Regions from separate parts of the Triticum aestivum genome. Here region 1 is linked to region 2. Evidence: chromatin contacts called from public Hi-C data. All regions are on one chromosome and are shown on one strand. The core of a region is the stretch at or near the end of the contact, and the rest is flanking DNA. Distances in the headings are between cores, read along the strand shown. Region 1 holds the start of LOC123044657. Region 2 holds the start of LOC123044655 (glucose-6-phosphate/phosphate translocator 2, chloroplastic).

What was found. A called contact is a pair of places that touch in the nucleus more often than the background predicts.
Region 1: a Hi-C map of leaf shows a contact between it and region 2, with 4 times the contacts expected there. The contact joins the promoter of LOC123044657 here to the promoter of LOC123044655 in region 2. A contact is called at or near these places in 2 of 5 Hi-C or Micro-C datasets (both in leaf).

Annotation. Positions count from the first base shown.
Region 1 is chr2B:258,186,210-258,192,679 of IWGSC CS RefSeq v2.1, reverse strand. LOC123044657 reads left to right here and starts at 4,217. Exons shown (of 12, transcript XM_044467465.1): 1 at 4,217-4,446; 2 at 4,961-5,058; 3 at 5,337-5,481. The coding sequence starts at 5,447.
Region 2 is chr2B:257,970,028-257,976,551 of IWGSC CS RefSeq v2.1, reverse strand. LOC123044655 (glucose-6-phosphate/phosphate translocator 2, chloroplastic) reads right to left here and starts at 3,593. Exons shown (of 5, transcript XM_044467459.1): 1 at 3,004-3,593; 2 at 2,651-2,876; 3 at 2,114-2,336; 4 at 1,655-1,868; 5 at 977-1,556. The coding sequence starts at 3,483. The coding sequence ends at 1,545.

The DNA of each region.
Region 1 (6,470 bases), core at 2,968-5,467, 220 kb before region 2:
AAAGTTGGAGAGGCAGTCGCCCGCAAGCCATCTCTGTGCAAAGCACGTCGAGGGAACCGGTCTCGCGTAAGCGTACGCGTAAGGTTGGTCCGGGTCGTCTCGTCCAACAATACCGCCGAACCAAAGTATGACATGCTGGTAGGCAGTATGACTTGTATCGTCCACAACTCACTTGTGTTCTACTCGTGCATATAACATCAACATAAATAACCTGGCTCGGATGCCACTGTTGGGTTTCATAGTAATTTCAAAAAATTTCCTACGCACACGCAAGATCATGTGATGCATAGCAACGAGGGGAGAGTATTGTCTACGTACCCAACGCAGACCGACTGCGGAAGCGATGACACGACGTAGAGGAAGTAGTCGTGCGTCTTCTCGATCCAACCGATCAAGCACCGAAACTACGGCACCTCCGAGTTCGAGCACACATTCAGCTCGATGACGATCCCCGGACTCCGATCCAGCAAAGTGTCGGGGAAGAGTTCCGTCAGCACGACGGCGTGGTGACGATCTTGATGAACTACAACAGCAGGGCTTCGCCTAAACTCCGCTACAGTATTATCGAGGAATATGGTGGCTGGGGGCGCCGCACACGGCTAAGGAATAGATCACGTGGATCAACTTCTTGTGTCTTTGGTGCTAGCCCTGCCCCTCTATTTATATGTTGAGCCCCGGGGTCGAAACTTGGAGCAAAAGCCTCCTCAAAGTCGGTTTTGCCCGAAAGGCAAGAGTCCCACTCGGACTCCAGGACCAAACGCCACAATCCTTGGCGTCTGGCCCAGACGCCATGGGCCTCGGCGTCTGGCCCAGGGCCAGACGCCAGGGTCTCCGGCGTTTGGCCCCTTGGCCTCCGCAAGACTCCTTTTTGCACCGACCTAAAGCCTCATGGGCTTGACCCCTTGGCCTAACCATATCATCCAATATATGAATCTTTACGTCTCGACCATTTCGAGACTCCTCGTCATGTCCCCGATCTCATCCGGGACTCCGAACTCCTTCGGTACATCAAAACATGTAAACTCATAATATAACTGTCATCGTAACCTTAAGCGTGCGGACCCTACGGGTTCGAGAACAATGTAGACATGACCGAGACACGTCTCCGGTCAATAACCAATAGCGGGACCTGGATGCTCATATTGGCTCCTACATATTCTACGAAGATCTTTATCGGTCAGACCGCATAACAACATACGTTGTTCCCTTTATCATCGGTATGTTACTTGCCCGAGATTCGATCGTCGGTATCCAATACCTAGTTCAATCTCGTTACTGGCAAGTCTCTTTACTCGTTCCGTAATACATCATCTCACAACTAACATATTAGTTGTAATGCTTGCAAGGCTTATGTGATGTGTATTACCGAGAGGGCCCAGAGATACCTCTCCGACAATCGGAGTGACAAATCCTAATCTCGAAATACGCCAACCCAACATCGACCATTGGAGACACCTGTAGTACTCCTTTATAATCACCCAGTTACGTTGTGACGTTTGGTAGTACCCAAAGTGTTCCTCCGGTAAACGGGAGTTGCATAATCTCATAGTCATAGGAACATGTATAAGTCATGAAGAAAGCAATAGCAACATACTAAACGATCGGGTGCTAAGCTAATGGAATGGGTCATGTCAATTAGATCATTCTACTAATGATGTGACCTCGTTAATCAAATAACAACTCATTGTTCATGGTTAGGAAACATAACCATCTTTGATTAACGAGCTAGTCAAGTAGAGGCATACTAGTGACACTTTGTTTGTCTATGTATTCACACATGTATTATGTTTCCGGTAAATACAATTCTAGCATGAATAATAAACATTTATCATGATTATAAGGAAATAAATAATAACTTTATTATTGCCTCTAGGGCATATTTCCTTCAATACAAGCTACGAGATGTACATGCGGATCCTTGACATGAGGAAGTGTCTTTTCTTCCTGCCCCAGGCGAGGGATCGAGTCACAGAGCAGTTGCGGGGGGGTCACAAGAAGTAGATGACTAGACAATCATTTCTCCTAGTTTAGAATGCATGCAATTGTTTATTGAGGTATGTGCGAATGATTTGTATAGTCACTTATGTAATTAGATGTTTATTTCAGTTATATATGTAGGATAAAACTTCTGATGAAATTATATATATGTTATTCTTTTGTAGACAGAGCAAATCACACGGCTTATTAGCAGCAATCGTCTGTGTTATTATCATTCTTCGCACACATTTCTGATTACAAACCTGTTTGCCGCGTCTCACACATAACTTATTCAGTTGAACTGCTTCTGTTATCTTGGCACATCGTAAACAGTTCATCCAAGTGAACTGTATGCCCTCCATTGCACACACCTTGATTTGGTTGACCATTTCTATTGTGTTGCCTAGTCACACACAGTTCATCCTAGTGAACTGTATGTCGTATATCACAACGCCCTCATCTGGTTGCCTGTTTCTGTTGTTCTGCTTCATCGCAAACAGTTCTTCCGGATTAACCGTTTGCCACGCATCACATATGCAACCCTAATCTGAACCGTATTTGATGTCACCGCCATCACAAACGTTTTGCATATTTTTTGACGGTTTTATTACAACAACATTTGTGATTAATGCATCGCACATAGTTTTGTCGAAGGGTCTCTGATTGGACTGTCACGTTTGGACCAACCTATAGTAGTGCTTGCCGGATGGGGTGCCTCCCATGTCATCGGAAGGGGCGATCGGTGCGGCACCCTCGACGGTTCACGAATTACCGGCACTCCCGCAGTGTCCCCTGAGAAGGAGTCATTGGTCCTTGGCTCCTCGTCGCCATGCCGAGTGGTCGCCTGTTGTGGTGGTTTTTCTTGGGAGAGATAGGATCGGGATCCAGGAGATCGAGGTGATGGACGTGTCAATGTGTGCGAATACACGATTAATTTCCTAATAAAACATGATCATGATTAGTTTCCTAAGAAGACGAGATCGTGATTATAGTATCCTAATTGATTGGACGTGGAGTTTCATATGGTGAAGCACGACCAGTCAATGTAAATTGTTAAGTGCACACAGAGAATGTATTATGTTAAGGCTAGCCGTTAGACTAAGTTTAGTGGGCTTAATCATGTGGTGATAATGAATCTATGTACGTTTTGCGGGGTGCACGTAAGGAAGTTCTTGTTTGATTGTTTAATAGTAGTAAAGATGGAGATAAAAAGGTCGTGCCGCCTTTAGACTCGGCCGTGGAAAATACTAGAAGGGTTGGACGCGCTTTGCTGCGCCGTTGGTATTATTGGGTTTCTTAAAAACATTATCCATTATGTTTAAAAATATAAGACGTATTACATTTAAAAAAAAGTCAAACCTCTTTAAGTTTGATCAATTTTGTAGAGAAATATATCAAAATCGCCAAATCGGTATAATTAGATTCATCATGAAATGAATTTTTCATATTTTTTTGTTTAGTATTGTGGATGTTGACTTTTTTTGCTCTAAACCTGGTCAAAATTAAAGGAATTTGACTTTCCAAAAAATAATAGTGTGCGTTTTATTTATTTTATAGTTTGATAATTTGGTGGGCCTTTTTCGGTGTGATTCTGTGTTATCCGCTAAGAAACTCATATTTATGTGAGGAAACTTCTGCGTCGGTGGCTGCATGTAATATATTGATATTACAGTATCACACGGTGGCGTTTCTTTTTTCTAGGTAGTGGGAGAGTGTGCAGGATTGATATGTTGGTTACCGCTAACTAATTCGAAGAATGATTGGCTCCATAATTGAATACCTCAGTCGAATTGAAAAGCTTCAAAGTTAGGGAAGAATAGTGACTTAAAATAATTGAATGGAGAGCTTCTTGAGCAATTGTTGACCCAGTCAAAATTGAGTGACTCGATTTAAATTGAAGACCGTAATTAATTGTAAGGCTTAAAAATTAGGAAGCACATTTTATAGTATAATTTTTTTTTGCGGGAATAGTATAAAATAATTGAATGAAAAGCCTTAAGAAATTATTGATCCCGTTAAAATCGGATGACCCAATTTCATTGGAGACCTTCAATTGATTCCGAGCCCTTTAAAATTAGGGAGCTGTTCCGTGGCCGGCTGAAGGCTGACCTGGCCCTTTTATTCACGTGCCGTGTCCTGGGCCATTCCTGAACCAAAAATCCGTGCCCACGGGCCGGCCTGAAAAGCATGGACCATATGGCCAGATTTGGGCAGGAGTAGCAGCTGCCGCTCGGGGCAGACGCGCATTTCTCAATTCTCCGGTCGACAAGAGTGGTTTGCAAGTGCTACAGTACAGACTCGGTACCTGAACCCAACCAGACGCCGCCCTCTGAGGTACCGACCGCTTAACCCCGCAAAAGCTCCAGGACGGCATGCTAGGGCCGCCGGGGACGGTGGACATGGAGGCGGAGCCGGAGGCTGCAGCCGCGCTCGTGGCCTTGGGGTTGGAGCCCTCCGCGTCGCAGCTCGGTGAGCACAGCCCGTTTGCACATACATCCGTGGGATTACCTAATTATCTTTTGAAGGAATGCGATTTGTTGAATTGATGCGGATATCTGTCAAATATGAGGCTCTTCAGAGCACCAGCTCCGTGCTAAACTCAGTTTTGTTTTGATAAATTTGTCCAATTTTTAGCTGTGCTAGCTATGAGCTATGCTAACGCTGAGCTTCCAGACCTAGGAATGGTGAGGATTTGGTACCAAACCTCTTTCTAGGGAGTGGCAGGCTCTTCATTTCGTTATCTTGTAGGAGTACTATCATTTTGTTCCTCTTGGCTGGTAATTTGTCCTGTTTAAAAATGTCAGAGAGAACCTTGAAGGCACTCGGATGCTTGCGCGTCACCACTTTGAGCTCTGTAATTAGTAGCTGGGGTTTTCTTACATCCGGGATGTAGCTTTGAGTTATATCAGTTCAGATAGTTGATGGTGGATTTGCATTTCAATTATACCCAGGACATGACTTGTTCTTTCATCATTCTACACAGATGTTTTCAAGAGCAGACTTCGTTTATTGATTGATGGAAATACGAGCGATTTTGATACGTGGGTATCATTGATAAGTTCTGCAGAGGAAACTTCTGTTGTAAGTGATTTTTTTATCTGGTTCTAATTAGTTTTTAGTAGTTTAGAACCAGCACGCCTCGCCTTTCCTATCCATTATCATATAACTTCATAAACAAAAGGGAAAATGTTTCTTTTCAAATTTCAACACTTCTGCATGCCAGACCTATTGTATGTTAAGCAACATCTGGTTACTGATGTTTGCGTTCTTCCAGAACGACATAAGGGTTATTAGCTTGGTCTACCATACCTTCTTATTGGAATTTCCTTTGTGCCACGGCTACTGGATTAAATACGCAGCTCATAAAGCAAGGTTATGCACATATGATGATGTGGTGGGGGTTTATGAACAAGCCGTCCAAGCAGTACCTCATTGTACTGATCTTTGGGTCAGTTACTGTGGATTTGCTATGAGTGCGTATGAAGACCCTGCCCTTATTAGAAGGTAAAGAAGACACAGATGTAACCTGTCCCTTCTTTTCTCCAGAACCAAATCTCTCTGGATCCTTTCCCTTCTTTTCTTTGTATAAACAAATTTTCTCACAGTGTATTCGCCTGTATGTTTTTAGGATCTCAGGCTATTTAAAGGTTTCAAACCGACAGTACTTCGTGGACCAGCAATCATGCATTTCATGTTGTTTAAATTATAACATTAGGTGGAGATAGAATACAGATTGATCAAGTACTAGAAAATAGACCAGTCACGTTTTCCATGTAGTGTAGACTTCTATAATTTGTACTCCCTCCATCCATTTTTACAAGGCCTAACCCCAAAATCAGTTTTTCCAAAAATACTAGGCCGAATTGGTCTCGCGTTGCGCGTGGCCATTAATATGTAGCACACCATGCCTGGCCTTTTCCATTGATATTTAAGGTTGTGCGTGCATGCAAACAGCCCTTACCAATTGTGATGCACATGCATACGAGGGGTTGGAGGGATTAGCACTAAATAAATGGATGGAGGAATTAATAGAGGGGAAAGTGTGGGCCTATGTACTAAATGGAGTTTGCATGCGCAGTCATTTACTACAATTTGGTTGGCTGGCTGGTCATAGTGGGGAGTAACTTAGACTAGTAACATGCATATGTTACTAGTCTGTGTTATTATCTTTATAGTGCATAGTATCATAGATTAGTATCATAGGTGGTCTCGTTTATTGCCATGCATGACACATAGTAGCATCACATTTATTATGTTACGGTATCTACCTATGTTACTATAACCATCTCTCTCTTCTTTAATTGCCTGCCACATAAGCATGTTTGCGAGTCCCAAGTGCATGATACTACTTATGTTACCCCCACTATGGCCAGCCTAATTTGCTTCAACTTTTGGGCTATTGCCTTGGTATGAGATTCAAAACTTAGGCTGGTCATAGTGGGAGTAACATAGGTAGTAACATAGATGCCACATAAGCAAAAATGTTGATGTGG
Region 2 (6,524 bases), core at 2,344-4,843:
CGCCATATAAGGAGGTTTCCTACTCCCAAAGAGCACCGAAAGAAACGTCGGGATCGAAGACCAAACCCATCGCCCCTTTGAGCACTCTAAAAGGTGACGTTGAACCAAAGAATATATGCGACGGGGGGCATGTGCCGCGCCGAAACGCCGGGGACCGAGCACAAGCTCCCAAACGAGAAGGACGCAGCTTCAGTGACATAACTTGCAGGTGCAGTTGGGTCACTGACATAAGGGCCAGATGCTTGTTGGGCCCACATGTTAGTGACCCAACTGCACCTGCAGTGAGAGAGGGGGCCAAGGCAACAAGCAAAGGGAAAGGAGCTACGCTCCAACGTCGCACCCATCGCAGAGATCTCGGCTTCGCAAATTGCACGACGCCGCCATGCCCCTGTATCCATCGCCAGCAAGCAAACAATCTGGGCCGATGCATTCTCAACCACGCGACTTGTTTTGGACCACGTAACTAGGCTGGAGATCGGGGGCGAAAATTCCTGGCAACTTTATTTGGACGGATTCATTCACCTCTCTACATCATCAGCACCATGGTCACGGAACAACAGACGAAGAATTCAGAGACACCCGCAGCTAAACCTAGAAAAAAAGGAAAAAAGAAGGAGATTCCTAATACTGTATATATATTACAAGGGAGTGTCCTCAATCAGATATGCTCAACAACATATAACGTCCGAACGCCGGGCCGGCTCTCGTCGGAAGAGATATCGTTTGGTCGATTTCCCTTAGGCTGTGTTTGATAGTAAAGTATTGAAAAAACCAAAGTATTGAAAACTACAACATTTTAGCATGTAGGTGTAAGATACCACAGTTTTGACATACCACATTATTTTGAAGTATTGGGAATACTTTGGAGCTGTTTGGTAGTGTTGTATATATTGACGCACCTAATAACTAGCTAGCCGTTTTCTACTTGCTTACCCTGTTACCCAAAACCCAACGGCCATGCAAAAGGCCACCCATATGCACAAAGTCCACAGCCAAACTGTCAACAACCATGCCCAAAGCTCGTCCTGCAGCTTACAAAGATGAGAAAAACCGTGCAGTGCCGTCAGCTGGCCGGCACCGTAGCAGACACACGAAGAGAAGTAGGAGGCGCGGTGATGCAATCTTCATGAGGCAGCAGGAGGTTTCTTCCTCAGAAAGCAAGGCCTGCCAGCTTCATGCCACGGGCCTCCTTGAGAAGGGAACAGATGATTAAGCGTACTAGCCGTTTTTCCATGGTCGTCTCTTTATCTATCCACGGCAACCTGAGGGAGAGACGATCTCCAGCAACGAGCGAGCGGCGGTGGCATGAGAATGAACGAGGACGAAGAAACGTGTTCGTTTTTTCGCCTGCTCTGTTTTAAAAAAAGAGGTCCTGGGTTCTTTTTATTAGACAGAGAAAATACTGCATTTTGAGGAATACTGTAGTATTAATACTACAGTTTTTTGTGGAGACCAAACAGCTTAAAGTAATTAAAACCATAGTATTTAGAAAAACTGTAGTATTCACAAAATACTTAGAAAATGCAGAGCTATCAAACGGGGCCTTACTGCTTTGCCTGCAACACGAGGTCAACAAAAGTTTCAGTGTTAAATTCTGGTTTGCTTGCTTCCTTACGTACGTGGTGAGGTAAGTGAGGCGTGTGAGATGGGTCACCTGGGAGTAGATGAAGGTTCCGAGGATGGCGATAGCCGCCCCGAGGGCGTTGACGGGCTGCACCGGCGTGCGGAAGATGATGATGGACGCGACGATGACCGAGATGCGCTTCATGGTGTTGCCCACGCTGAATGTCAGCGGCGAGATCTCGTCCAGCGACATGTACGACACCTGGTTGTACAGGTGGTAGAACACGCTCTGCGCCGCCACCCACCTACAGTACATACCAACACACACAGGAATCCATTTATTTAGACACATGAACCAACTGAAATATCACACACACTGTCAAAATCTCAGTCTTTCGTAAATGAACTTGTGCCAATTCATTCTGAAGTATGAATGCTGTACTGCTATGCTATAGTTCGTCGCCAAAGTTCATTAAGCATTTAGAATTGCTAAGCATCAACAAAACTTACGACAGCGAACTGGCAAGCAGTCACGTGATTTGGAGCTTACCAGACGAAGTTGGGACCGATCTCGGCGACTGCATTCTGCCAGCCTGCAGCCCACACCTTGGGGCCCTCCATGGCGAAGGCGAAAGGGAGGAGGATCACCAGGGACAGCATGGAGAGGCAGGCATAGTAGTTCATCCCGCTCACCGACTTGCCCTTCATCCCCTTCTTGGAGAATATGTTCCGGAACACGAACGCCAGGTTGGAGATCATCGCCCCCATGAATCCTACAGTTGATTGAGCATATGAGCTATCAGAATTAATTAAACCGCATACTTTCAACGAGCGATACTAAAGTCGCACCCAAAAGTACAACGTTGTCCAATTTTGACGCCAAAGATAAAGCCTTTGGTACAATATATACGTGCTAAATTATAGACCTCAGGACTTGTGGACAGTTCAGGTTCTTCGGAAATGGAGTACTACTGAAAAATATCTGTTGTATATACTAGCAAAAGTGACGATATTTCTTATGTTGTAGGAGTATCCGCTGGAGGTAATTTCAAGATTCAACAAAAATGGGAGTCTGCAGATTGCTCACCAATCATGTTGAAATTGAGCTCGGTGACGGCCGCGAGAGCGCATCCACCTATGATCGGGAGGAGGGAGAAGTAGACCGGCAACGGGAAGTGCTCGCCGAGGAAGAACCTTGAGACGAAAACGCTGAACGCCGGCTCCGCGCTCTTGATGATGTGCGTGAACGACACGGCCACCTTCGCCATGCTCACCGTCGCCGCCACGTGCCCGATCGTGTGCGCAATCGCCACCTGCCCGGACACAAAAATAAAAAAAAATCCCAACACACACGCATCAGCACATCGAGAACACGTACGGGCCGGTGAGATTGGCAAGAACAGCGAGCGCCAAGAAGCCATGAGTGCGCAGGACGCTCACCGGAGAGAGAGCCTTCCAGAAATCGAGGTCCGTCTGGGGCGCCTCGGCGATCCTGGTGGCCCAGGACACGAGCATGATGGCGGAGCCGGCTGCCAGGGACAAGGTCGACGTGAGCCACGGGTACGGGAACGCATTCAGCACCTTCTTATTGTATATGTTGAAGATCACGTTCAGCGCCCACCACGTGGCGAAGTAGACCCCGATCTTGGCGCTCTTCATGGCCTCCGGCGCGGCCGCCGTCTCCACCGGCCGTGCGCCATCCGCGGTGGCTGCAGGGGGCGCCGTTGACGCGGCACGGTCGTTGCGGGCCGCCGCCAGGAACGGCTCCTGGCGGTACAGAGGCCGCGCCGAGAGGGAGAGGGGACGCGGGACGGCGTTGGGGAGGGCAGGGAGGTGGACAGGCTTGAAGGCCAACATGGTGGTGGTACTGGCACCGGCGGACGCCGGGGAGAACTTCACGGAGGCGGCGGCGGCCAGCATTTTGGCGGCGGGAGGCGCGGTTAGTGATTTCTTGGGGTTTGTCTGCGGTGGTATGCGAATGCGCCTGGTGCGGGTCTGTGCCTCTGGTTTGTGATGGTGGAGGGGGAGATGGGGAGGAAGAAGGTATTTATGGGGAATGCGCGAAGGAGAAGGGAGGCGGTTTGGCCAGTTCATGATCTTTTCGCCACTGGTTTTAGGAGTATCTTTTTTCGATGCAAAAAATGTTTATTCGTTAATATATTCCCTATTTTCCTGCACTATGGTACTAGAATATCTTGTGAATATTCTTATTTTTGACCCTCTTTTATTGCATGTCCCTACGAGAAGTTCCTTACAAGAATATGAAATTATAGACAAGTCATTTGAAGAAATTTGTGTGGTCTTCGTTCTGGATCAGTAGGCGGCACACTGTGAGCAAAGCTTGTTATCTGACTTTGGGCATCCAATTTACTGGAGCAACCTTGTTAAAACCTATGAGCTTATAGAAGTAGCGGGTAAAAAGTCATTGATGTAAATCAGGACATACTGACGACTCGTGATCTACGCAGCAAATCACCGCCCCAAAGAAGAAAAAGGAAATAGCCCTTTGGATAAGTAAATTTGTGGTTTTGTTCATTTATGCATCGGTATAATTTATATATCACTTTAAAATAAGTAGGATTATTTATAAAAAAATAAATAAAGAGAAATGATTATATTTCTTTTAGAAAGACACGGAATGGCTTTTATATCTAATAATTATCGAGGGAAATAATACACCAGTACACTGAAAAGACATGACACAAAACAAACAATAGAAAATAAAATCACATAAAAAAATACTAGCCGCCCTTTCCCTTCGATTGTAAGCCGCCTGTTGGAGCTTTAAAAAAATACAGTAAAGGAATGAGGCACTCCAAATGCCCTTGTTATACCAAGCTTTAAAAATCGAAAGAGTCCCTCCTCCTTAGAAAATGAGACGTAGTAGCCGCCGAGCTTAGTCCTAGTGTAGTTGGTCATCCTCTCAGGTGACCTACTAATCATCATCGCCTTAGTTATCTATTGTCTCGCGGACAGACGGACTAGATATCCATACGCAAGTCCCACTTTGGGTGGATTTCTTTTTCTTATTCGCAACTTAGGAGGTAGTATTAGCATCGGTTGTTGTCCCCCCTCCAAAGGTCAAAAACAGAATTAGTCCCGTCTTGTTATGAACCGAAAGGACATTATTTTTTCAGGAAATCTCTAGCCAGCGTCTTCCTGCTTCGCGTGTTTCTAATGGTGCCTTTGACTTTATGACAACCCAAGCGTGAGCCTGCAACACTCATGCCAGTATTCTGCACGTTTAAAAATTGACAAAAGAGACATGCCATGCTCGCCAATATACTTGTTTCTATTCGAAACGAGTTGAGTTTTCATCCGTTGATCTATGACGAGCCGGCGGGGGTCACTTTCAGCATACCAGCCTGTTCCTCGGTTGTAAGCCGCATGTATCTGACTCTTCCTTGGTACAGTACTACCGTGGATTTCGAACTCTGCTGGCTTCGATTCCTTCCACGGGTTTTTTCAGAAGGGAATTGCGGCACCTGCACCAGCACCAGCTAGGGTGCAAAACCCTCTCAACCACCGCATGGCTGTCAAATCCATGCATGCAGCCAAAGCTAGCCGCCGCCTCCTCCTTCCTCCACAAAAAAGTTAGGGTTTCTGCCTCCTGCCGTCGCCGCCGCAGCTCCGCCTCCTTTCCGGTGGCCCTAGGACCATGGGGGCGCGGTGGATCTTGGCAAGGGCCGGCGGGAGGGCTCTGTTTTTAGTCGTTTCTTTCAATTTTGCTAGGGTTTGTGTTCTGCTCAGGAAGACGAGACGGCGGCGGCTCCCTGAAGATGGAATAAAGGTCTCCCCGCCTAGTCCCCGTTCCGGCGGCGCGTCTAGCACCGTCGGTGGGCGTGTGGAGGTGTGTCTCCGGTGGATCTATCTTTGGTGGATTTGCTCGGATCTCGTCGTTATTCGTCTATGTTCGCGTGTCTTCGGATTGGATCTTTCTGATCTACGTTATTCTTCATCTGCGGCGGTTGCTGTTCTGGTGCGCTGGTCCTACGGGGCCTTAGCACGACGACTTCCCGACTGTCTACTACAACAAGTTGTGCCCGACTCCAGCAATGGAGGGGCGATGACGGCGGCGCGCCTTCGGCTCGCTTTAGTGCTGGTAGTCGTCGCTAGGTGGTTTATGGATCTGGATATAATTTTTATTATTTCTAGTATTCGTTGTACTGCCATGATTGAAAATGAATAGATCGAAAATTTTCTCGCAAAAAAAAAATCCATGCATGCAGCCGGTAATGACGGCATGAATCTGACCACCGTTTTGAGCCGTCGGCTGGGAGAGACCAAGGTTCTCACAAGGCAACGCCACCTACCCAGCTTGCGAACTGGCCGGACGAAACTTCGAGGCAAGCCAGCCAGCCAGCCTAGGGCCAGTTTTTTGGGCAATTCTCCCAGAATTGACCCCCTCCCAGCTTCCCCCAGAATTGCCACTTCATCTTTTTTTACAATTCCTAGCTAGTTAAAGTCTAATTAGCTAGGAATTGTAAAAAAATATCAAGTGGCAATTCTAAGAGAAGCTGGGAAGGGGGTCAATTCTGGGAGAATTACCCAAAAGAACTGGCCCCTACTCTGCGTCGTCCCGGTCCAGGACCATGCATGCTCTGGGACGAACGACGCAGGCTCGCCGGCGTGTCGCTGTACGGCGTATCCGAGGTTGGCCCCCCGCCATCGGAGGGGTCGTCCTCCTCCCGGCCTCGCGACCGTTGGTGCCATGCCAACCGACTGCTGTGCTTCAGCTGGGGCGCGAGACGGGGTTAGCGGCCGAGGGCGCTCGAGGGCCCGCGTGCGCGCGTTCCTCACCGTTCGTGCGATTCCCGACCACGTGGGTTGTTGCCTGTTCGTCGCGTTCCAGTAATTCGTTGCTGTTCTTGCCACGATACTTTGTTTTGTCAGAGAGCGAGATCGATAGATCGTTCGTCATCGCACGCTGTTGTCGGTCTGGTCGTCGCTAATTTTGATTC